Regions from separate parts of the Mus musculus genome. Here regions 1, 3, 4 and 5 are each linked to region 2. Evidence: chromatin contacts called from public HiCAR-type, Micro-C and promoter capture Hi-C data. All regions are on one chromosome and are shown on one strand. Each heading gives the region's core, a stretch centred on a gene start, on an enhancer-like site or on the middle of the called end of the contact. The rest is flanking DNA. Distances are from core to core; before and after follow the strand shown.

Region 1 (3,017 bases), core at 82-2,581, 1.5 Mb after region 2:
GCAGCTGCTCCCCTCAGTCCTAGAAGCCAAAGGCTCCTGCAACCTGCACAAGAGAAAGGGGGCAGGCCCTGCACATTCTGCCCTATCTCGTATGCTTTGAGTGGGCTGTCTCATGTATAATGCGCTGTTGGAAGGGATCAAGTGACACCAAGGGGGTCACAGGGTTTACCTGCAGAGGTTTAGGTTTGAGTTGCAGGCACTTGTATCCTGGGCCCCAAGGGAGTAGTACCCTGGGGGCTTGGCGTGGCCAACCACTGTGCGCGCCTAGCGCTCTCTCCTGCTGCTGCAGTCGCACGGTGAGGAGCTGCGCTTCGTGGAGAACGGCTGCCACGACAATCCCACGCTGGACGTGGCCAGCGACAGCCAGTCGGAGATGCAGGAGAAGCAGCCCAGCCTGAACGGTGGGGCCATCAACGGCCCGAGCAGCTGGAGCGCGCTCATGGGCAGCAAACGCGACCCTGAGGACTCGGACGTGTTCGAGGAGGACACTCACCTGTGAGCGCCGGGCCACGGGCGCGAGACTGCCCGACGCCACGGCCCCGCGCCCCTCCCGGTCCTCCACGCGGACCACTATGCTTCCCCACCGCAGCAGGCGACCGCGGCGCAGCTCCCACCCCGCCCTGCCCGGCCCCGAGCGCTTGCCCGAGGCCAGCGCGCTCCCCGCGCCAGGACTCCATTAAAGCCGCTAAGACGCGCGGGCCGCTCCGCCTCCACGCCTGTTTTTTGCCTTCCGAGGGCTGCACTCCGGGGAGTGGGTGGGATGGGCCTGGAGGAGTAGGTGGGGCAAGGGAGGCTGGCTGGGCGTGGCCAAGGACGGGTGGGCTGGGAATTTCATGGAGTTTGTGGGCGTGGTTAGGGATATGTGGGCGGAGGGTAGGGAGTATAAGGTCATCTGGGTGGAACCAGGCCGGGTGGGCTGAGCCTGAAGTAGGCTGGGAAAAGTCCTGGTGGGCGAGGCCTCGGCCTGATGTGCGGGACCTGAACCGAGCTAGACTCAGGACTGACAAGCGTTCCAAGCCTGTGGGAGGTGCTGTTTTCAGAACGGATCCCAAGAAATGTGGGCGGGGCCTGCAGCGAACTGCTCTTCCGGTGAAGCTCTTCTGAGGAGGCGGGGTCTTGGTAGTGAGCTATTCTTCGGGCGAGTGGGCGGAACCTGGGGGAATTGAGTTGTCCTCTAGACGGGTGGGCGGGGTGAAGGCTAGAAGTCCCCAGAGGCTAAGTGGGCGTGGTTAAGGTTACTGGGTGCGGCCTTGGGGAGCGGCCTTCTGGATGCGAGGGCGGGGTTCGGGCCGGACGGTCCTCCGGGCGGCAGGCGCCGCTGCGGAGTCGCAGGCGGGCATAGCTAGGCCGTGCCGCGAGGGGCGGGGCGGTGAGTGTTTACATCCGGCCGGGCACAGACGACTCCCGAGATCACTCGGCCGGGGGTCCAGTCTCTTTCGCCATGGATACCAGCGACTTGTTTGCCAGCTGCAGGAAAGGGGACGTGGGCCGTGTGCGGTGAGAACCTGAAGTGCAGGAGGCGGGCAGGCGTCCGCAGGGCTTATCGGGCACGGGTGTGGGGTTGGGCGCCGTGGGGCTCCCGAAGCTGACCGAGTCAGGGAGATCGGGCTCTAGGTCCCTTACTTAGCTCGGTGCAGGGAAACGACTCCTCTCCGTGGAGGTTCCAAGAGGCGCAGGCGCCGCTGGTGCAGCCAGTTACCAGCCTGGCGCCGAGACCGTGATCTCCGTGGGCAGGCAGGGAAGAGAAGGATCCTGACCCTTTTCTTTGATAGACTCCTTTCTCCCATGGCCCTTCCTTCCAAGTCCCCTGGTCCTCAACAGATGTGACCAAGCTGCAGCTCTCTCCGACACCAGATGCCACCTCAGAGTTAATGATCCGTCCCTCAATTTGAATGCAGCTCTGAGAGTTCAGGTCTTGCCTCAGATAGCCTCCTTGGGCTGCCATGTCCCAGTGATCGCTTTCTGGTTCATGACCTCTTCTCCTCAACATTTTATCAATTGTTTTTTCCACTTCTTCCATAGATCTGTTCTGTTCCCCTCCTTCCCCGCCCCCAGTGCCTGCATCAGCTTTCTTCTGACTTCCCTGCCATTGGCTCCCCAGGCTGAATTAGGGGCCCCATCACCTTCTCTCTCCCAGATATTAAAAGACCAAATTCTCAGCCTTCTGAACCTGGGGCTTGGCCTCTGTCCATGAAGCCATCACCCAACTCACAGTTGCAGACCCTTGCAGACCTGTGTAGTCCCAGGCCTTACCCTTCTCAGAGGCATTCCCTAGCCCAGAGAGATGTGGCCTCCTTCCCCTTCCTGGTTGTCTCTCTCCCAGATGAGAAGCAATTCTGACCCAGGCTTTGAACTTCCTGCCCAGGTACCTGCTGGAGCAGCGAGACGTGGAGGTGAACGTGCGGGATAAGTGGGACAGCACCCCTTTGTGAGTGTGAGCGGTGGGGTAGCTGGGTGGGCAGGGTGGGCCTACCCTACTGACAGCTTCCCCCTTTCCTAGGTACTATGCCTGCCTCTGTGGGCATGAGGAGTTGGTGCGCTACCTGTTGGCTAATGGTGAGAGAGGGTCAGGGTCTGCCTGTAAGCTCTGAGACCTTGCTCCATGTTTGTATGCACCCTTGATTTCTTGTTAACTCCCTAAAGTCAACACATAGTACTCTCTAACCCTCTATCCACTTTCTCACGTTACCCTTGACACCCAGGCCAGTTCTGGGGCTGTCTCCTGTACTGTACCACCATTGGTCTGCTAAACTGACTCTCTGATCTCCATATTTGCAGGCAGGAGGATCTTTCCACAGCAAAGCTGATGGGAGTGTTTGGGATAAAAGCACGTGGGCATGGTTGCCCACACCTGCAATTAAATTATTGGGAGAGAGAAAAGTCGAGACAGGGATTATCTTAAGTTCAAAGCTAGTCAGGGCTACATTGTGAGACCCACTCTGACCTCCTCTCACTTTGCCTTCCTTGGGTCTCCCACCTGCTGGCTGCCCCACTAGACCTACCCATCTCCTACCTCA
Region 2 (3,096 bases), core at 315-2,814:
GTCCTTGGGAGCTCTGTGTCCTCTAATCAATGGGGCTTCCAGAGAGGCTGGAGAGGGACCAGAGAAGCACCAATGTGTGCTCATTCCCTCAGTATTTTAAGGTGGCATATTTCGATTTATGTATCTTGGACCTCTGACTCCTCTGGTATTGTTGAACGAGTAGACTGAGAAAAATAAAGTCCTGACTCAACTCTGAGAAGAGGTCACTTCCAATGTAAGCATCTTAACAAAGGTTTGTACCCTCCCCACGGATAGCTGCGATTGTGCATGCCACTTGGCTGTAGGAACCCAGAGCTTCATATCTAAGTACCTGAAAGGGACTTCAAAACAAACACGGGAGTGTTTTTGCCTTATTCTCATTTAGATCAGGGCGCGTAACGCCTCCACCCCGACCTCCGCAAACCCTGCCCAAACAAGCGACAGTTTGGCCCTTGGGTCCAGACCCCGCCGGGTCCCGCCCGCCCCGGCAGGTCCGCGTCTCCAGCTTACCGGGGAAATCACACTTGTAAGGCCGCTCGGGCTCGAAGTGGCTGCGCTGGTGGGAGTTGAGCTTGGCGTGTGTGGGGAAGCGCTCGGCGCACACCTCGCACTTGAACAAGCTCTCCTGCTCGTGGCCCTTCATGTGCGCCTTGAGGTTGTAGACGGTGGTGAACTTCTTGCCGCAGCCGCCCACCGGGCAGCTAAAGGGACGCAGCTTGTCATGCGACTGCAGGTGCCGTTTGAGCTTGTAGGAGGTGGTGAAGGCCCAGCCGCAGCCATCCAGCGGGCACTTGAAGGGCCGCCGGCCCTGGAGGCTGCCGTGCGTCAGCAGGTGCACCTTCAACTGGTGCTTCTTGGCGAAGCTCAGCGCGCACTGCGGCTCCGGACAGCGGTAGGCCGGGGAGCCAGCGCTAGCGGCCACCGGCCCGCGGCGGGACGCAGCAGCGCTCGAGGGCTCCAGGCCCGGGGTGGTCGCGGGATGCAGGCTCGGGGCGGCTGGCGCGGGCGCCGCAGCCAGCGTGAAGACGCCGCGGTCGAAGCGCACCAGGAGGTCCTGGTTGTGGATGGTGACCGTGCCTGCCAGAGCTGCGCCGGGGGCGGCGGCCGGGACCTGTTCCGTGGGGCTCGCGCCCGAATCGGGCTCGGCCTCCTCCTGACCATGGGTGTCGGCCGCGCGCGGCACTTCCAGCAGTACCACGAAGGAGTCGCCGCCGTCCTCCGGGGGCGGCGGGCTGGGCCCCGGGGCCTCCTCTGGACGCGGCCCGGGCCCGCCATCTTCCGGGCCCCTCAGCAGCAGCAGGCGACGGCGCCCGGGACCGGCACCGAGGGACGGCCCCGCGCCGCGGCGAAGTCGGCTCGGGCCACCGCCATGTTGGTCTCCGCGCGTGGCCGGGGCGGCCAGCACCGCCGGGAGGTCCATCTTAGGCCCAGCTGAGGCGTCCGAACCGCAGCCACCGGAGAAGAGCTGCCCAGCCCTGCCAGGCATGCGCGCGACACCTAGGGTCCGCCCCCCGGGAGCCTCTGTCAAAGCTGAGCTTAGACTACAGCCCAGAGTCGCATCTCGAGCTGCGCGTGCGCAGGAGCCGTGGGCGTGGGCGTGGCGCGCGAGGGCTGTCGGGACTGTAGTCACGAGGAAGCCCAGGGGCTGGAGCAGGGGCGGAGCCTCCAACTTGTCTTGTGCTTGGAGTCCCAACTTGGAAAAAGAGGGTCTTCAGATTTGGGCTCCTACTTTTGCATCTGGGTAGCGCAAAGGAATGAAAACTGATTGCGTTTCTTAAGAGTTCCTGTGCCCTCTGTACTTTGAAAATACGAGCTAATTCAACCTGTGATTGCCAAGTGTAAGGAAACAAGTCAAGTTTACCTGTGGCCACATGATCCAGAACTGACACTCAGGCTTTGAACCTCTCCACTTTGCTTGTCATCTCTCTATGACCTCGCCGAAGAGCGCGTCTATCTGCTGCTACTGTGCCACCGACCTGATTTGCCCTGTAGCAGGTCCTGATGGGATCCCTACCTAAACCACTAAAGACATTCCGTGTTTCCTTGATATATGTCTGCCTTCTAAGTTGCTGGTTGTTCCCTGAATTCCACAATCCCCCTTGTCTCATACGGATTCATCTGGAATCACACCACTCCTGTCATCACCACTCAAATTCAAACTTATTTCACTCCTAGGTTCTCAAATAGCTAAGGAACCTGTCTTCCGCTCCACCTTTACCCAACTGTCTCCCCGCCCCCACCCATTCCAGTCCTTTCTGCCTCCAGCCTGTTTTCTGTAGGTCAGGCTTTAGTCTTCTGAAAGTTCAAATACTATTAAAACTTTGCCAACCTGCCATTTGCACCTACACTGGTTTACCCCCATTTCCCACCAATTTGCCCCTTAAAATGCAAGGGTATCTCCCTCCCCCTGTGTCTCCCTGAAGAGGGATGGAAATATGTCTACACAAAAACTACTTGCATGCTTATAGTAATCTTTGTTACAACAACTCGCCAGGGGAAACAATGCAAGTGTTCATTGTCAGATGAATATATATTCATACAGTGGAATATTTTTGAGCAATTACAGAGTTTTGCAAGTTATGTCATGACCAAACCTATGAAAAATATTTCAGCCACAAAAGAGAATGTGCTATAATGCCATTTATATGAAATGTCTAGAAGAGCTAAGTTATACAGACAGTAGATTAGTGGGAGATGGGGAATTAGGGCTAGCCTCTAATAGGGATGGGTTCTCCAAGGAGCAAAAGTTTTTGGCATTAAAAGTGTTGATTGAACAGCACATCTGATATACAAAAGCTACTGACAACAAATGACAGCAATGACACGTCTGTATGCTTCTATTAAAAATACATTTAAAAAATGAGCACAGAAATAGCACATCTGTTTGTGAAAAACCTTACCTGTCTGTATATGTGCTTATGCACTCTGTGATGGTTTGGATATGCTCGAGCCAGGAAGTGGCACTATTAGAAGGTATTGGAGTAGGTGTGTCACTGTGGGTGTGGGCTATAAGACCCTCCTCCTAGCTGCCTGGAAGTCAGTATTCTGCTAGCAGTCTTCAGATGAAGATGTAGAACTCTCTGCTCCACCTGTACCATGCCTGCCTGGATGCTGCCA
Region 3 (2,798 bases), core at 256-2,755, 1.1 Mb after region 2:
CAGTGAAAGTGTAGGTAGTAAAGTGTGAATGAAGACTGCATGAAGGGGCGTGTGTTCTCTCTGCTGGTGCAGGAAGAGCTATGTATAGAAAAAGAAATGCATTTCTCCTGGTTTCAAGGCTGGGAAGTTCAAGGTTGGGAGCTATTTCTGCCTCATCCAGCTTTGGACAAGACAGCACACCAAAACCAGCTGTGTTAAAAATCCTGTCTTCCTGAGGCTAGAAACCCTCTGTCCTTAGCACCGCCCATTAAGCTCCACCCCTTACACTGTTGCCCTGGCAACTAAATCTCAAACTGAGAAGACAGAATGAGGTCATCTCAGAGTAAACTCAGTCTGGGGGCCTTGGGCAACACCACTGAGGGTGAGTGTCAGCTTGCCTCCCATCTGTCTGCTGATGGATAAAAGGCACTATGTCCTCCAGCCTGCTGAAAGGGTGTGTGTGTGTGTGTGTGTGTGTGTGTGTATTTATCTGCCTGTGTGTATGTGCATCATGTGCCCTTGGAGGCCAGAAGAGGGTATTGGTGTTGGATCCCCTGGCACTGGAGTTACAGTCAGCTGTAGGCTGCCATGTAAGTGCCAGGAACCAAACCAGGGTCTTCTACAAGAGCAGTCAGTGTTCTTAACTGCAGAACCATCTCTCTAGCCCCTAGACTGAGATTCTTGTCATCATGGAGGTTGCAGGATATGAGAGAAACATGCCATTGCTCTCCAACTATGAAGGCAAAGCTGAAGGAGAAAAGTTGCGCTGTGGAAGTCCCCAACATGAGGACCCTGCCCTCCTGCACAACTTGACCCAGCCCATGCGTTTGAGGAGGCCACTATGTCCCCAGGAGATGGAGCACTCAGGGCAGTGGGCGGGGAGGCCTCACCACCCTGGCCTCAGCCTTGGTTGGTATCTTTGATCCTGTCTCAGTTCTCTCTACACACACACACACACACACACACTCTCTCTCTCTCTCTCTCTCTCTCTCTCTCTCTCTCTCTCTCTCTCTCGCCCCTCATTATGTTCCACCTGGATTGGTGCTCACTTTGCAGTGGGAAAGGGGACGCTTCCCAGAGGGGGGTTGAAATGATGAGCAGGTAAAAGCCAGCCGCCAGGTCCCTCTTCCTCTTTTGATTTCAGCAGGAAGCCTGCCTCGCTTGCACGTGGCGGGGGCTGGGATCTCAGTGAAACCAGCACTTCTCAGACATCGGGAACAGCAGGGACCCGGCTCAAAGGAAGCAATCTGTGGATGCTGCCACCCAGGTGGGCCTGTGTGTAAGGGGGTGGGCCAGGGGTCACATTTCCAGGCCTCCCTCCTTTCTGAGAGGTTAGACTGGTGTGTGTATCGGGGAGCACTGTTGGGGACTAATGTCTAAATAGGAACAATGGCTCAACAGTGGTGGCCCAGACAAACTTGCAGATTGTATCCACTTGTGACCTCCAGTCACCTGTTCTGACCTTTGGAGTGAGCTGTGTGTAGGATACAGCCAGCCCTTGGGACCCAGCCCACATCACATGACCAAGAACTGAGTAGAATGTTCTGGTCAAAGCTAATCTGGACTGGACTGCTGGGATCTGGTCTGGCTTGATATAGTTTTATTTGGTTTGGGCTGGTCTAATTTGGTCTAGGTCTAGCCTATATTCATTTAAGCTGGCCTGGGCTTGTCTATTCTGGTCTAACTTCTGGGCTGGTCTAAGTTTTACTGGGCTAGTCTACTCTAGTATCGTCTGGTTTGGTCTAACCTGGCCCAGTTTGGTCTATTCTTGTATTGTCTAAGCTAGTCTAGTCTGGCCTACAGTAGTGTGATCTACCCTGATCTAATCTAGTCTAAACTATTCTGGTGTAGTTGGTTTGGTCTGGATTGGTTAAGTTAGTCTGGTCTGGCTTGTGCTGGTATGTTCTAGCCTGGTCTGGATTAGTCAAATCTAACCTGTTCTGTTCTGTTTAGTCTGTTTTGGCTTGGTTTATTCTTCTTTGGTCTGGTCTGTGCTGGTAGGGTCTAGCTGGGTCTGGTCTGATATGAGCTGGTCTTGGCTGGTTAATTCTGGTGAGTTCTAGCCTTGTCTGGATTGGTCTAAAGGGGGCTTATATGCTGTATTCTGGTGTTTTTCATCTAATCTGAGCTGTTCTGTTCTGGTATGATCCAGTTGGGGCTGGCACAAGCCGTTCATTGTTCACTAATTGTTTTCTCTAAGAGCAGCTCCTGAGCAAGGGACTGGATTTCAGAAGAACTAGATGTTCTACTAGCAAAAAGAGTTCCATTTGACAGGCCTGAAGAAGAGCTGCCATGAAGATATCAATGACAATGGAGATGCCACACCAGGAGAGGAACGAGAACGGCCTGCATGGGGACTGAATTCTTTCTTTCTCTGCACAGGACTAATTTTCCTTCCTTTGTTGTTACAGAAGGTGATTTTCTTACAGAGAAGCATCTGCTCTCACCCTTGTGGCACAGGTGGCCTTCTCCTGCCATCAAGTCCAGAGGAATGCATGCTGCCGGGGCTTAGCAGAACTTCCTCGTCCCTTCTATTCCTGTGGCAGTGGGCTCAGAGGACTCAGGCTGGGGAGTGAGAAACTCCCAGAATGAAGCCTCCTCACAGGTGAGAGAGCTAGAGAGGCCATATCTGCTTCTGCCTGGTAGGGAGGCTGCTGAAAACACTCGGGGCTCTCAGGAAAATCTCCATAGTACTCCTAGTATTTTAATATCCAACCAAGCTAGGTCTGGAAGTGCCCCCCCCCCCCAAATACATACTAAAGCTTAACTATAGGTTGATTTTTGTGCAGCTAACTTAATAAAATACCATACCTCCAGTA
Region 4 (2,898 bases), core at 297-2,796, 1.4 Mb after region 2:
CAGGAGTCTGGGGATGTCCACTACTGTGCTGAATAACACTGGCAGTTCCCTTTCCACTCTGAGTCAATGCAGGTAACCTGTCCTCCTTCAAAGAGGACTATCCCAGCACACACAGACAAGACCAGCCTCCTCTAACTCTTCCTGGACTCCGTAGTTTAGTCCTAACATTTGGTTTTGCCTAAACTGGCATTCTGGGTATGTTGGGAAGCAACTCTGCCTGTATCTTCTCTCCTTTATGGCCTTAGTCTCCACTGCCTCCCCAGCTAACAATAGCCTCTTTACATCACCCCCCCCCCTTCTCATCCAGGCTATTTATTTGCCTGTTATCTGTGATTTCTAGTAGAACACAGCCCAGAGGACAGGGGCCCTGTCTATTCTATACACCACCAGAGCCTAGAGCACTGACTGGCACATAGTAGGTATTTAGTAAATGTCTGCATGAATGAGCAACTGCAGATTGGGAGCAGCAGGCTGGAAGAGGGCTGCTGCACACAGGGCCAAAGTCAGGGTCTGGCCATGAGCCCTGCTTTGAGCGGCATCCAGTCAGGCAGGTCCCATGCACTGTCAAGCCCCTGCCTTTGTGCCCCTTCCCCTCCCATCAGTCTCCTCAGGCAGGGAAGAGGCCAAGAGGTCATGGGTCTCCTAGAGACACACTGGGGGGCAGGGGGAGGGTCTCTATTCAATAGGAAGCATTGTGACACCTAATCACTCTGTTCCTGGTGGAGGGTGTCACAGGGGTGATTCTCAGTAGCCTCAGTAGCCTAACAGAAAATTAGCATGGCAGCCAGCAAGAACAAAGAGGCAGATCCCTCCCCCCCCCCAGGGGGCCCTGCTCACAGCCAAGCTCTCCCTCACAGTATCCCAGCCCTTTAAGCCTAGCCTCTCACAGGCCTTAGACAGAGGAGGCCCTGAGAACTCTCACAGATGCAGGTGCTCTGACAAACGCGTGGAGGAAATGAGCAGGTGCTCAGCAGCCCTGTGGATGGGCCCCTCTGTATGGAGCTCTCCTGCGCATGCCTGTGCTGTCTGGTCTTTTGTTTTTAATGTAGACTTTGCAAGAGAGGACACACAGAACTTGGAATAATGGGTCTGTAGTAGAAAGGATCCCTTTCCACACCTGGCTCCCACCCTGCCCCCAAGATAAGCACGCCCACTGAATCCTTGCAAGATTTCTTTATGCATATAGAGAGATGTGGACATAAGGACAGATGGACACACACACACACATGCACTCTAAGCTTGGCTCTGCCTGTTATACCTCTCCATTACACTCCGTCTGGAGTCTCTTCTTCATCAGAATGTATCTTGAACCCCTGTGGCTCTCCTGAAAGCCTGTGTGTCACTTCACAGTGAATCCCCTCTTGTTGGACATTAAGGGTACTTCCAGCTCTCTGCTTTAGCAGATGATATCTTGATATGCCAATCTTTACACATTCCTCCCTCTGCAAGCTGCTTTTCTTTTTTGCTCAATAATAAATGATGCTTATCTTCCCGGGTAAACAGCCCTGCCAGTCCTTTGAGAGCTGAATAGCATGCCATTGTGCTTTCTAGCCAAAGCAGATGTAACCACTCCCTCACTGGAGTCTAGACTGTTGCCAGCATTTTGTTATTACAGGCTGCTCTGCAGGGACATTCCTTCAAGCTAAGCCTTGGCACATGTCCTTAATTCTCTCCTCGGCCACGTGCCCAGAGATGGAATTTATAGGTCAAAGGGTGTGGTTTTTTTTTCTTTTATCTTTTTTTGGTGCCACATTTTAAAATCCTTTGAAGTGTGTGTGTGTGTGTCTGTGTGTGTCTGTGTGTGTCTGTGTCTGTGTGTCTGAGTGTTTTGTATTTTCTTTTAGGCTAGAGGTTCCTGGAGGTGCCCTCAAAGCTTTCCTGTGGTTTTGCATAATGGGCTCTGTATGCTTTCTCTCCCTCCCTCTAAAATTGCTCAGCCATCGTCTGCGCCTGCCTCATGGGTGGGAGCAGACTAAGTCTTTCCCCAGCCTGGAAGCTTTTTCCCCTGAGCAAAATGTGGGAGGAGCTGTAGCTCACTGGAGTTCCTGTGTGACCTGGGCAGCCAGGGAAAGCAGGGTGTGGTGGTGTGTCCATAGCCACAGCTGCTCCTGCTCTGAGGTTGAGTTGGCCTGAGACCTGGGACAAACATCTCACCACTAGGAAGCATTACCCAGACTCAAGCAGAGGAGCCTGAGTTCCAGGCCAGCCTGGTCTACAAAGGGAACTCCTGGCAAGCCAGTGCAACATAGTGAGCAAAGAAATGAACAAAAACAAAATCCAGAGCTCAGTGATCAAGGCATCAGGGCAGTAAAGACTGAAGATGCTGAAGATGAGCCAACTCTTCACCAATGGGCCTGACTTGATACCTTGGCCATCAGGAACATTACTAGGCCCACTGGCCAGGCAGGGCCTGAGGATTGGGTGTCCCCTATCAGTGTCACTGCCTGCCATGGGCTGGAAGTGTTGGAGCCATTGGAAGAAAAGGTTCACCTTCTCCCTGCACTCTCTGGCCTTCCAGCCTGCTTGGGTGTTCTATGCTCAAACACAGATTCCCTTTGGCCAAAGGCAGGATAAGACTGAAATGGTTGGGCCAATGACACTGTGGCAACTCCCTAGCCACCAGGTGGACAGCTACAATGGTTCTGAGAAGCCTGAGACAGAGGAGGAGACCCCACTAACCCTCGAGTGCTGGGATGGTGCTGGGCACTGTTAAAAATCACTATTATTGTTAATTATAAATTCTCTAGGTTCTTACTGTAAGCACACCCCTCTGATGTTCATGTTCCTGCAAATAAACAAAGACACTAGGGGGGAGAAGAGCAATTTGACTCCCTAATTAGCAGCTATTAGATCCTCCCTAGTTTCTCTGAGCAAAACGACTATCAGATAGTCAACCAG
Region 5 (2,865 bases), core at 33-2,532, 1.0 Mb after region 2:
GGCAGGTCACAGGGCCTGCGCAGTCTGTCTACCCGGTTTGTACAGCACAGCAGAGATTTGTACATTCAGTATGTAGTGCCTGTGGAGTCCGACGGTAAGTGTAACTGTGGAAGAAGGGTCTCACCGCCATTCAGAAGCAAAAAGAACCAGCACCAACTTTCAGCCTGGCAAAATCAAACCATTACCTTTCCCACTGTTGCTGACACTTCTCCATCACGTGGAGGGGTGGGGTTTCACTTGGGGGAAAACCAAGTTTGCATCGTCTGTTGAAGCTAAAGACCAAGGTCTAGAGCAGGGGGCTCCAGTCCAGTAGCAGAAGAGAGGGTTAACTATCCAGAATAGCCTGTGCCACACAGTGAGAGCAAAGACTGACCACAGGACCCTGCATTCCTATCAGAGAGGAAGGCGGGACACCATTTCTATAGCATCCTCAAACAAGCTACACAAAAGAATATGTCATTCAGGGAGACAAAATGTAAACGGTCACACCCAAAGAAAAACCAGGCAAGGATGAGCACAGGGAAAGAGGGTGATGACTGCTTGGGAGACGAGTACGGACAATGGTCCTTACCGAATGAGCTGCACTGGGTCCCCCAGGCTGTGCCCAGTCAGCCTTCGCCCCTCCCACGACCACCTTTTCTGACTGCTCTGTTCTGTTCTGCGCACAGCTGCCTGCTTTGGTCTGGATGCCTTGCACTGGGTGACCTTATTGAGAAAGGTTCTCTACCCGACCGAGACCTGGCGCAATCCAGCTCTGCAGGCCAGCCCCGCGCCCGCGATCGACCCGGCGAGGTCTCTATCCTGCTGGGGTAGTTCTAACACGCCCCGCTGCAGGACCGCGTACCGGACAGGACAGTCGTCCTCTGAGCTTAGGCATCCCGGCACGCGCCACCTCCTGGGGCCTGCGGGGTGCAGTGCCGGTCCCACCTAAGCGATCGTTGCGCAGGCAGAGATGAGCAATAGGACCAGGGCAAGTGCTTCCTCCGGACTCAGTTTACCCTTCCGTGCACGAAAGCTGTACTTCCAGCCTGTGCTCCTTAAAGAGTGCATCGACTCCTGGGACCACCCGGACCACCTCACCCACCCCCACCCCAGTCCAGAGTTTTAAGGCTGAGGTGGCCATCGCCCTTTGAAGGCAAGCGGTGGGGCCCGCCGCGCGCGCTCTCGCCGCGGGGCCGAGCGCCCCCTGCAGGCCATCGCGGGTCCCGCCCCGCCCCCGCCCCCGCCCCCGGCCCCGCCCCCCGGCTTCGGCCGGCGCATGCGCGCGGCACGGCGCTCCGCGGGGCGGCGAGAGCGAGGCCGGTCCGCAGCCGCGCGGAGCTCAGCGCCCCATTCATGCTGGGCAGCGGCGACGCAGCCACGCAGCGGAGCGGAGCCCGGGCGCGGCGGCCTCGGCCTGGGCGGCCTGCGCGGCGTGGGCGGCCCCGCAGAGGGGCGAGCGGCGGGGCGCAACGATGGCCAGCGGCGGGACGCGCCCGGGGTTGGCGGGTGAGTCGGGGCGCAACTTTCCCCGCGGGCGGCGGGAGGCTCGTCGCGGCCCGGGGTCCCGAGTGGCCGGGGGGCGCTGGCGGCGGCCAGGGGGGTGTGCGCGGGGACTGCGGCGCGCGTGTCCGCGGCTGGCGTGTCCTGCGGTTCCGGCCGGGCGCCCGCGTGTGTCCGGGCGCGGTCTCCGCTATGGGCTGCCGCGTCCCGGCGGGTCGCAGCACGTCCGGGGCCCTACGATCCGGGGGGGCGCAATGTCTGTGGCCGCAGTCGCGGTCCCTTCCTCCAGGCAGGAGAGAAAGTTTGCAGTGGCCCCGCGGGAAGGGCCCTGCGGGTGCCCATGTCGGCCCGTGTTGCGCCGGGTCGGACCGGGCCGCGGGTGGGGACGTGGGCCGCAGGCGAGCGCCGCGCTGGGCAGGCCCGGGCAGGGCCGCGGGATTCGGGGCAGGTCCCTGGCTGCGCCTCGGGCCGGCCTGAGGCAGTGGGGTGGAAGTTGCAAGGCTTCGTGGGGACCCCCGCCCCCTCCGGCTCCGGCGCGCGAGTGGGCGCCGCAGCCAGCCCAGGCCCGCAGGCCCTCCACCCGGCTGCAAGGGGCGGTGCGGTGCCACCGGAGAGGACGCCGGCTCGGGCCTCCTCGGCCTCCCCCTGCGCAGGGCCTCCACGGGTCATTCCTTCCCCGGAGGATTCCCCTCTTGCTTCCTGGACGGTCCCAGGCCTGGTGTACGGCGAGGACGGCGGCGGTGATGGGCTGACTCTGGCTGCTGTAGGGAAGGGCGAGTGTAGATTCCTGGGAGGCCCCCTCTGCCTGCAGAGATCCCAGGTGCTGCCCTGGAAGGATACAAGAGGGCTTCAGAGAGGCTACTAGGTGGCCGGAGCCCTCTCAGTCTCATCGGTGGGGTGCTGGGGCCACGCCCCTTGAAAGAAAGGGGTGTGTTGGGGGGGGATGGGAACGAACTGAGCCTCTGCCCCTCTGCCAGGCTCCTACCTCTGGCTCTGGCTCCTGGTGCTACCTACCTCTTCCAGCAGGTGCTGCGGGTCTTCAGTCCCATCAGGGTGGTGCTATCCTGTGCTTCTCCAGCCCTCCTAGAGCACCCCCAGTTTTCCAGCTCCATTGCTTGTTGGGGGTGAGCAGGAGGAGGTAGTGCTGCATTAGGCTGGCCAAGAGTCTGCTGGGTCGGGGAAGCACTCAGCCAGTGCCCTAGGCAGAGGTGCAAAACAGGGACTCTGCTTCAGGGCTAGGCTGTCAGGCAGAGGGGAGGTGGCAGCTTGGAGCCCACCGAAGGTGTCTAAAGGCACAGAGGACAGCATGGGTGGAGGCTTGGGGTGTGTGGTCAGTGTTGGCTGAGGAATGTGTTCTTGGGTTTGGAACCAGACAAGATGTGG

What was found. Promoter capture Hi-C pulls out the DNA fragments that hold promoters and counts their contacts. Hi-C and Micro-C count contacts between places; a contact is called where the count stands out from the background. HiCAR-type assays count read pairs that join an accessible place to other places.
Region 1: a promoter capture Hi-C map of pre-B cells shows a contact between it and region 2, with 2.8 times the contacts expected there. The contact joins the promoter of Abtb1 here to the promoter of Zxdc in region 2. A contact is called at or near these places in 1 of 39 promoter capture datasets (pre-B cells) and 1 of 484 Hi-C or Micro-C datasets (CD4 T cells).
Region 3: a HiCAR-type map of astrocytes shows a contact between it and region 2, with 4 times the contacts expected there. The contact joins the promoter of 4930512J16Rik here to the promoter of Zxdc in region 2. A contact is called at or near these places in 1 of 39 promoter capture datasets (hippocampal neurons), 1 of 484 Hi-C or Micro-C datasets (colorectal tumor organoids) and 2 of 115 datasets of contacts at active chromatin or transcription factors (astrocytes and pancreatic cancer cells).
Region 4: a promoter capture Hi-C map of hippocampal neurons shows a contact between it and region 2, with 6 times the contacts expected there. The contact joins the enhancer-like site here to the promoter of Zxdc in region 2. A contact is called at or near these places in 2 of 39 promoter capture datasets (cranial neural crest and hippocampal neurons), 2 of 115 datasets of contacts at active chromatin or transcription factors (astrocytes and trophoblast stem cells) and 1 of 9 other capture datasets (embryonic stem cells).
Region 5: a contact with region 2 is called in a Micro-C map of embryonic stem cells, with 1.8 times the contacts expected there. The contact joins the promoter of Plxna1 here to the promoter of Zxdc in region 2. A contact is called at or near these places in 3 of 39 promoter capture datasets (hippocampal neurons, liver and pre-B cells), 2 of 484 Hi-C or Micro-C datasets (both in embryonic stem cells) and 1 of 115 datasets of contacts at active chromatin or transcription factors (astrocytes).

The regions. Positions count from the first base shown.
Region 1 is chr6:88,840,249-88,843,265 of GRCm38.p6, reverse strand. Abtb1 (ankyrin repeat and BTB (POZ) domain containing 1) reads left to right here and starts at 1,331. Exons shown (of 12, transcript NM_030251.3): 1 at 1,331-1,497; 2 at 2,366-2,428; 3 at 2,501-2,556. The coding sequence starts at 1,442. It overlaps Podxl2 (podocalyxin-like 2), which reads left to right. Exons shown (of 8, transcript NM_001347327.2): 8 at 290-709. The coding sequence ends at 499. It overlaps Gm15612 (predicted gene 15612), which reads right to left and starts at 412. Exons shown (of 3, transcript NR_045880.1): 1 at 170-412.
Region 2 is chr6:90,367,962-90,371,057 of GRCm38.p6, reverse strand. Zxdc (ZXD family zinc finger C) reads right to left here and starts at 1,564. Exons shown (of 10, transcript NM_173002.3): 1 at 490-1,564. The coding sequence starts at 1,399.
Region 3 is chr6:89,284,432-89,287,229 of GRCm38.p6, reverse strand. 4930512J16Rik (RIKEN cDNA 4930512J16 gene) reads left to right here and starts at 1,505. Exons shown (of 4, transcript NR_131021.1): 1 at 1,505-2,584.
Region 4 is chr6:88,923,804-88,926,701 of GRCm38.p6, reverse strand. No RefSeq gene overlaps it. Among named protein-coding and RNA genes, the nearest start is that of Gm36268, 8.2 kb to the right of the region's middle. Within about 2 kb of position 1,546, at least 227 of the 459 cell types and tissues checked have an H3K27ac peak or open chromatin away from gene starts, as enhancers often do. A contact at or near this core is called in astrocytes, where this site is marked.
Region 5 is chr6:89,361,030-89,363,894 of GRCm38.p6, reverse strand. Plxna1 (plexin A1) reads left to right here and starts at 1,282. Exons shown (of 32, transcript NM_008881.2): 1 at 1,282-1,488. It overlaps Gm40415, which reads right to left and starts at 2,540. Exons shown (of 2, transcript XM_017321867.2): 1 at 2,497-2,540; 2 at 1,304-2,310. The coding sequence starts at 2,151. The coding sequence ends at 1,717.